2 separate regions of the Ovis aries genome follow, and region 1 is linked to region 2. A link is a contact called in public Hi-C data. All regions are on one chromosome and are shown on one strand. The core of a region is the stretch at or near the end of the contact, and the rest is flanking DNA. Distances in the headings are between cores, read along the strand shown. Region 1 overlaps SEC24D (SEC24 homolog D, COPII coat complex component). Region 2 overlaps SYNPO2 (synaptopodin 2).

Evidence for each region. A called contact is a pair of places that touch in the nucleus more often than the background predicts.
Region 1: a Hi-C map of tail adipose tissue shows a contact between it and region 2, with 4 times the contacts expected there. The contact joins two enhancer-like sites. A contact is called at or near these places in 2 of 16 Hi-C or Micro-C datasets (muscle and tail adipose tissue).

The regions. Positions count from the first base shown.
Region 1 is chr6:6,945,673-6,949,954 of ARS-UI_Ramb_v3.0, reverse strand. It overlaps SEC24D (SEC24 homolog D, COPII coat complex component), which reads right to left. Exons shown (of 22, transcript XM_060416693.1): 10 at 1,548-1,663. Among named protein-coding and RNA genes, the nearest start is that of SEC24D, 73 kb to the right of the region's middle. Within about 2 kb of position 2,369, at least 26 of the 54 cell types and tissues checked have an H3K27ac peak or open chromatin away from gene starts, as enhancers often do. A contact at or near this core is called in muscle and tail adipose tissue, where this site is marked.
Region 2 is chr6:6,651,484-6,655,769 of ARS-UI_Ramb_v3.0, reverse strand. It overlaps SYNPO2 (synaptopodin 2), which reads left to right. Exons shown (of 5, transcript XM_012179415.4): 3 at 1,088-1,887. Among named protein-coding and RNA genes, the nearest start is that of MYOZ2, 130 kb to the right of the region's middle. Within about 2 kb of position 1,804, at least 13 of the 54 cell types and tissues checked have an H3K27ac peak or open chromatin away from gene starts, as enhancers often do. A contact at or near this core is called in muscle and tail adipose tissue, where this site is marked.

The sequences.
Region 1 (4,282 bases), core at 1,120-3,619, 290 kb before region 2:
CAGGGCAGGGAACCCGGGCTCAATCCCTGGTCTGGGAAGATCCCACATGCTACAAAGCAACTAAACCCGAGTGCCGCAACTACTGAAGCTCACGGCTCTGTGAGCTGGGCTCTGCAACAGAGGCTGGGCTCACAGAGGCTGGGCTCTGCAACAGAGGCTGGGCTCACAGAGGCTGGGCTCTGCAACAGAGGCTGGGCTCACAGAGACTGGGCTCTGCAACAGAGGCTGGGCTCTGCAACGGAGGCTGGGCTCACAGAGGCTGGGCTCTGCAACAGAGGCTGGGCTCTGCAACAGAGGCTGGGCTCACAGAGGCTGGGCTCTGCAACGGAGGCTGGGCTCACAGAGGCTGGGCTCTGCAACGGAGGCTGGGCTCACAGAGGCTGGGCTCTGCAACAGAGGCTGGGCTCACAGAGGCTGGGCTCTGCAACAGAGAAGCCAGCATAGGGAGGCGCCCTCACATCCCATCTGGGGAGTGGCGCCCACTCGCTGCAACTAGAGAACACCCTGGGAGCAACGACGACTCAGCGCAGCCAGAAATCAAGCCATCAAATTCAAAAAAGCTAATATATTAAAAAAAAAAAACAGGGAGGACAGATTCTTGTTCCCAATGATATCAGAATCTAGGAAGAGGGAAAAGATAGGAAGATTTAAATTCTATGGGGATAACTGCTAAAACAGATACCCGGACCAAATTATGTGGAAGACAAATCAGAACATTTAGTAAATAACAACCACGATGAAGTCAGAGAAAGTCAGATGAAGTCAGAGAGACATTCACATAAAATAAAATTTCAGCCAGAGATTAGAGAATAAGTAGGAATTTGGTGGGTGGGATATGCAGAGCTGTAACAAGAGGATGAAAACGCAGTCAAAGTCAAAAGAACATCTTAGATACAAGCATGGAGTTGAGCAGAGGCGTGATCCTTTCAGGGTATGGGAGCCAGAGTTTTGTACAATTGAAGATGCAGCTGAGGTGGGAGCTAATGGTCTTATAAGGAAACAAACTTTTGAATTTAATTTTTTAGATTGAGGCAGTAGGAGGAGTCTCACAGTTACATTTTAAAGCAAGGAAGCCAGAGGACAGGATCCCGGGCTGCTGAAATAACCTAAGGGCGATTCTGAGAGCCTAACGTACAGTGGTGCCAGAGGGAGTGGAGAAGAGAGCCAGAGAAACACGCCAATAGCCTTGCCGACCATACTGGCTGACCTTCAGCCTGAGAAGGGAGATTCTTTGCGGATGACTGACAAAACAAATAGGGCAGAGGTGCTGTAGGGAACTGCTGCATTAAGAACTAGCATATTCTCTCTTAAAGGGACATAAAAATGAAATCATTATTTTTTTCTTCCTGTCATTGCAGCGGATGGTCTGGCTGTTTAATCACATTAACAGCCTAGACGGCTTGATCTGTGTCTTAGGGATTTCTACTTCCCCATGGCACCACTCAAATGCTTTGGTTGTGAATTAAGAGTCAGTTCATTAAACATGAAAGTTATTCACTTGTATCTGATATCCATATATAAACACTGTTAGTCCTGGGAGTACTTACCCTGCAGTAATCCAAAGTAGCAACATATTCATACGATCCTAGAGATAACTCTGGCTTCTCATAGTGGTCCAGTCTTCTCCCGATGTGGTCCAGATGTTGGAAATAGAATGGTGGAACTAATAAAAACAAAATAGGAAAGGGAATCTTTTGTTTTTACAACACAGACAATTTAGTAAGTTCTCAAAGTTTATTATGGGAGGAAAGGAGTTAGTATGAGGGGAAAAAAGCATTTTAAAGCTGGAATGTAGCATATTCTAAAAATCCACTAGTCCTTCTTTCCAGTCTTGGAAAGAATGAGGGTTTTCCAAAATATCTTCCTGACCCTTCTGCCAGTTACTGATGACAAAGAACATTAATGGTCTGGATCATTACAGAGAAGCAGCAGATAAAAGCACCGGAGTTTTTAAATCATCACAACCAAAAGTTAACTCTCCCTATTTAATTACCTTTTCTCAAAGGAATTCTAACTTTTCAAACTATTAAAATTTTCAATACCCCAGCAAATATACATTGGTTATTTGGACTATACTATTAGCTCTAATGTTTATTATCTTTTAATCAGAGATGTCTTCAGCCATGGGGAGTTTGCACGGTAATCTTTAATGTCTGGGCTTCAGAGTGGAGACGATTACTGTATTAGGGAAAGACTACACCATGAGATCTCAGCTCAGGAACTCTTAATTTGATTCAAATGTCTAAGAAGGTTAGTTCTGGCAAAGGCCTGGAAGTCATCCAATAGGACAGGAACACTTATGACTCACACACTGAACTCTTGGACAAATAAGGCCTGGTATCTCTGTGCAAACTCTACTGCCTTGAGAAGAACGGGGCTGACTATTAAGCGACTGACAACAGGGGTGCTTAGAATAACTAGCTGTGCTCTGGTTTTAAGCATTTCATAAAGAACAACATTTTCCTTTGTAAAACCGTGTAACTAATGACTTGTTTTAAAACCAATAACTCAGTATTGTTTATTTTTAGTTATGAATTTAGCACAGGGGTTGGGCTTCCCTGGTGGCTCAGCTGGTAAGGAATCCGACTGCAATGTGGGAGACCTGGGTTCGATCCCTGGGTTGGAAAGATCCCTTGGAGAAGGGAAAGGCTACCCACTCCAGTATTCTGGCCTGGAGAACTCCATGGACTGTATAGTCCATGAGGTCACAAAGAATCAGACACGACTGAGTGACTTTCACTATCACTAGCACATGGGTTACAAGAGGACTGTTTTCTTAGTTTGGACCTAAGAAAATAGTCACTAAGGCTTGCTTTTTTTTTTTTTTTTCTATTTTCTTACTAAATTGTGGCCATTTCTTTTTAAACAAGTTTTATAAGATTCACTTGTACATAGGGATCTCTGAACTTGGAATATTCAGTGTTCTGAAAAGATTGTGGCAGTGGGAAGCTGATAGTCTCAGCTGAGCTAAGAAGGCTATGACGGCCTTAAACTGCTCTCCTGTTATGTTTAGCACGCTCAGTTACTTAGTCGTGTCCAACTCATCTGAAACCCGACTGCAGCCTGTCAGGTTCCTCTATCCATGGAATTTTCCAGGCAAGAATAGATGAGATGGATAATACTACACCAGCTGTTCCAGGATGTATGAGTGGTACTTTCTACACACTTTCTAGAATTTATTTTTATTCACACATCTACATGTAACTGGTGAAAAAAAAATTCCCCTTAAAATCAATTAGCTTTACATTTGTTAGCATTTAATATTACCTGCCATGTTTTATAAACCAGATTCAAGTCCTCCCATAAACTACATGCGGCCACGTGACACTTGTCTTCCTGCGTTTTTGGCCTCAAGTTCTTCCGACTGAGAGAGGATCCCTGACATTTTGAAGGAAAACAGAGCGAACCCATTTGACAATGCCAGCAAGGTTCTAACAAGCCTTGCCTTCTCTAAACCTAAATGAAGAATGCAGCTACCAGTGTGTCTCTAAGGGGGTCTGGCTTTCTTGCAGGAACAAATATTGGAATCTAGTATTTTTGCTGACAAAGGTCCATATAGCCAAAGCTACGGTTTTTCCAGTAGTTATGTATGGATGTGAGAGTTGGACCATAAAGAAAGCTGAGTGCCAAAGAATTTATGCTTTTGAACTGTGGTGTTGAAGAAGACTCCTGAGAATCCCTTGGACAGCAAGCAGATGAAACCAGTCAGTCCTAAAGGAAATCAACCCTGAGTATTCATTGGAAGGACTGATGCTTAAGCTCTAATACTGTGGCTACCTAATGTGAAAAAGAGACTCACTGGAAAAGACCCTCATGCTGGGAAAGACTGAAGGCAATAGAAGGGGGTGACAGAGGATGAGATGGTTGGATGGCATCACTGACTCAGTGGACATAAGTCTGAGCAAACTCAAGGAGACAGTGAAGGACAGGGAAGCCTGGCGTGCTGCAGTCCATAGGATCGCAGAGTCAGACACAACTTAGCAACTGAACAACAACAATATGAACAACCCTATTAGCAAATGAACACAGCAGCTTCCTAGGAGTGGACACCTGAGGCATTCCCTTGGGTGTTTTTACTCTACCAGGAAGCGGCAGGGCCTTTTAAGGCTTCGCATGGACACTTTGGGCATGAGGCCAGAGAAAACAAAGATCCTAGATGCTCTTTGCGGATGGGTCCTGGATGGATCTCTGATCACCTTGCGAAGAAAGTTGCGGGCTTGAGTGAACACGCTGGGACTTGGTGGAGGCGTGGCAAAAATGCTCCAGGAGAGGCCTTTGCCAT
Region 2 (4,286 bases), core at 555-3,054:
AATTTTACTACTACATAAATTCTAAGGTGAATTCCTTCGAATATAATAGAAGTATGGGCTCACTCCCTTCAATAAATGATCCTGCACTAGTTAGGGTACTTTTGAGGGAAAAAGAATGGGACTGAGATAGATGCCACTGCTTCTTTAAAAAATTTACAAATGTAAGAAATGAAAGCATCTCCTACAGCTGTTCTGTGAATGATGCTTCTCTTCTAAAAGCAGTAAGAGTTTAAATTAGAGTTTCATGCAAGAAGTCATTTAACCCTTAATTGACTTTGCTTCTTGCAAACACACATTTGCAAAACCAGCTGGGAACAGTTAAGGTCAAAATAAAAAGACTGTGGTGAACAGCTGAGGGCTCCTTATCTGAGCGATTAAGGAACAGTTTGACTTCAGAGATCCTATAAGGAAAATGCTCCAAGTGACAAGTTCAAATAGAGAAGGAGAGACATTTCAGATTATAAATACTCCATGACTCAATGATTCATTGCAGCATGGAAAGGATTTCTTTTTGCACAAGAGTACTGGGCTGGGGTCCACTTATTACAAAACACATGCTCACTGGAGCTTAAAAAACAGCTTCTATTTCATTCCTTTCAAGAAAGCACAGCCTCTAAAAGGATTACTTGAGTTATCTGTATACTAATATTGCTCTGAAGCTGCTGAATATGTTTATAAAACTTTACAATATGCAGACCTAACTCAGTCAATGAGACAATGCTTTGTCATATTATAACAAACATGATTGTTTGAAAACACCCCAATAATTATAGGTGAAGGGCATCCATATAGCTATAACCTATGCTTTAAAAAAAAAAAAGAAAAAAAGTGAATTTAGGATGGATTTTGGTTTTATAAACTTTTGTGAGCATTTTTGCTTTGCTTTACAGACAAGTTTATTTGGAAGATCTTTAAATAATAATATAAACATGTTGCCAAGTTCTGTTTTCAAATATGTTGCAGCTGACATTTAGGAGGAAATATTTTTACTGTATTGTGTATTAGACATCATACAAGTGTCAGGAAGTTCTTTGGCAGGTATAATACACTCTGATTTAACTGTCTGGACTAATTTTCCTGTGTGCAGACCATCCAGTGGAATAAGTGAAACTTCGATCTCTGAAAGTGAAAACAAAAACCAGGAGAATGTCCCCCATGAAGGGTACGTGGAAAGTACCACCCTACAGATTCGACCAGCCACAAAGAGCCAGTACAGAGAGTTCTACATGGTCCCTGTCAAGAGTGGAGCTCCCCTAGCTGAGGAGCAAGCGAGTGGTGCTGGTTTGTCTGGGAGCATAAAAGAAGAAACAGGCCTGGCCCCTCACACGTCTGACTCTGAAAGTGGACGCTCACCAGAGGAGATTATCTTCAGTGAGAAGGCAGAAGCGGGGCGGCCAGGCACTGTGGTTGAGCTGCAACTGTCCCTGTCACAAGAGAGACACAAGGGCACGAGCGCCGCCGTAGTGGCTCTCCTGGGAGCAGAAAAATCTAAGTCTCCTGACCCAGAGCCTAATTTACAGCATGACGGGATTGTCCACATAAATTCTGCCCCCACTATCGAGAAGGAGGACCCTCCTCTGAGGTCCAGCAAGACAATCCAGATCTCCAGTGGCCAGGGGCTGAGAGTGATCCAGGGAAATGAAGCGGCAGACACGGGGCTGCCCCGCGTGGAAGTGATCTTCGACTGCTCTGACAGGCAGAAGACGGAAGGGTGCAGGCTTCAGGCAGCAAAGGGGTGTGTGGATTCTCCAGTGGAAGGAGGGCAGTCAGAAGCACCTCCTTCTCTGGTATCCTTTGCAGTCTCATCAGAAGGCGCAGAGCAGGGAGAAGATCCACGCTCAGAAAGGGATCACAGCAGACCTCACAAGCACAGAGCGCGCCACGCACGTAAGTCCTGCCCTGGGAGCACTGCTGGGCAGCTGGAAGGGGCTTGGGAGCTTAGGGCGCTTTGCTGCTGGTTCGCCTGCCTGGATTTTTTCTTTTTAAGGTTTTTCTTATGTCTTTCATTGGCTTTTTTTTTTTTTTTTTAACTAATGCACAAAATAACAAACATGAAATTGTAGAAAACACCAATTTCTGAACTGGAAGTAATAAGTTTTAACTTTGTAGTAGATTTGAATGTTTTTAATGCACTTTCTTTTCTTCCCAAAGACATGGGGACTGTTAAAGAAAATACTAAAGTTAATGTGCCTTTTTTGATTTGTCTCATATTCCATGTTAAAATAGCATTTGAGAGTCTTTGCAGTCACGTGGATGCGGAGTTTAAATGTCAAAAACGGTTGAGTTTGCTGCGGAGAGGTGTCTTTAAAACACAGGCTCAACCACTGATATTAAAAGCAGATCCTCGTTTTGAAAAAAAATCATTGTGCAGCATGATGATGCTTGCAGAAGGGAGTTTGATGGACAAGGACATGTGCAAGACTGAGCAGTTACATGATCCTCTCCGTTTTGTTAAGTCTTCACTAGACTGCAAAGCATCTCATCTACCTTCTAGACACAGAAGTCAATCCCCAAGGCCATGTGAAGTCATTTAAATGTCTCCCAACTCAAGATATATTTTAAAATCAAGGCCTTTTATGGTGTTTTATTTTACCCAGGAGAGTGATTACAGAAAGGCGGATGAAGATAGGAATGGCAGTTAGGTTTTATGATTTCTATAATTTTCTCTCATGAACTTTTTAAAAACAAATTTGGAATTTCCTTTAGGCATTTGAGGAGGTAAAGATTGACTATCAAAGGCACTTGAATGTATGAGTGATACACAACAGTAATAATCTTGGTTATTCAAAGTAGTATATTAATTCTCCTTACTGTTATTCCTTTTAAAGCATATTTTTAGCGTAACCATGTGTAGCTGAATTGACAAGTGCTGTTAATCATTCCTTATACTTTAAGCATCTGTATGCATCTTCACATTTATAGCATATTAAACAAGTATAGTAAGGCAGCACTCACATACTTTACATGTTGGCAGTGAAGTTAGCAACAACTGTGCAACTGTGACTGTCAATTTAATAGTAAGTTGTATAACACTAGTCAAAAAAGGAATTACATTTAGGGATGACCATGCTTTTTACTGTTTTCTCTAAGTAAAATTTGATTACCAGTGAATATCTGTAATTTTGTTGTAAAACTATTTTGAGTCTATTTTATTTTTTTAAAATTAACCATTAAGTCTGATTTTTTTCCCCAGTCACAGAGGTAATTTTCAATCAAAAAAAATTTTTTTTTAATGTCAAATTTTTACTTAACTCTTTTGAGGAATTCAAAAATTATCTGTGAATTATCATGCTTATTTTTATCATTGATAGTGCTATAAGTTAACTTGCCACCAATTTATTTTTTATAACAATATTAATATTAAAATTTTAAATATAAATTTTTGTTTTTCTAAAACTGTCAGGTTCTCATTATACATGACTTGATTTCTGTATCATTTCTACCCACAGCTATAAAGGTTGCTAGTAATATAATTTAAAATTTCCCCAAGATTTACACTTATTCTTGCTGTAACTAAAGTAGAATTATATTTCCAAGAGAGAGATGCATTTATGAACAACTTTATCTAGACAACTTTGTAGCTAAAGTTTCTTATAGTCACAATAACTTTATACTCTGAATTATTGTTAATTATTGATTCAGTACCTTCAATTATTATTCATTACCTTTTAAAATTTATTTTTACTTAGTAGCTATGAATGCAAAGACTTTGGGGGAATGGCAAACTAAAAAAAAAGAAAACCTAAATATTTAAACTCATTATATTAAAAGATTTAAGTAAACAATATTTTCTTATTTCTCCCTCCCTCCTTTTTAAAATGCTTGGAAATGTTTTATATCAACATTTTATTTTTAAAATATGAAAATGCAAGGTATGTCCTAAGTTATTTTTGGAAAATATTATTATGTCCTTCATTTATTTCCATTGTAATTTTAATTATATCCAATTAACTGACATTTATTTTCCAGTGTTTATTGTTAAAGTTTAAGGAGCTATACAGAAACAAACTATGAGACATATTCTAATCAATGTAAAAATGTATTTGTAGAAAAAAATGAAGTGACATATATATGTAAGTTATATCTATATTATATCATCATATATATCAATATAGAAGTATACATTTTGAAAGAAGAAAGAGAAATGAGTTGGATTGCATCACAATTTAGTACCCAATTGTAAACATGTTTTTTCTGTATTTCTTTTCCCCCAGGAGAGTTGATTTCTGGATTGCTATGCAGTCTTCCTTGAACTCATCAACTCAATGTAATCTTTGTATTTTCCC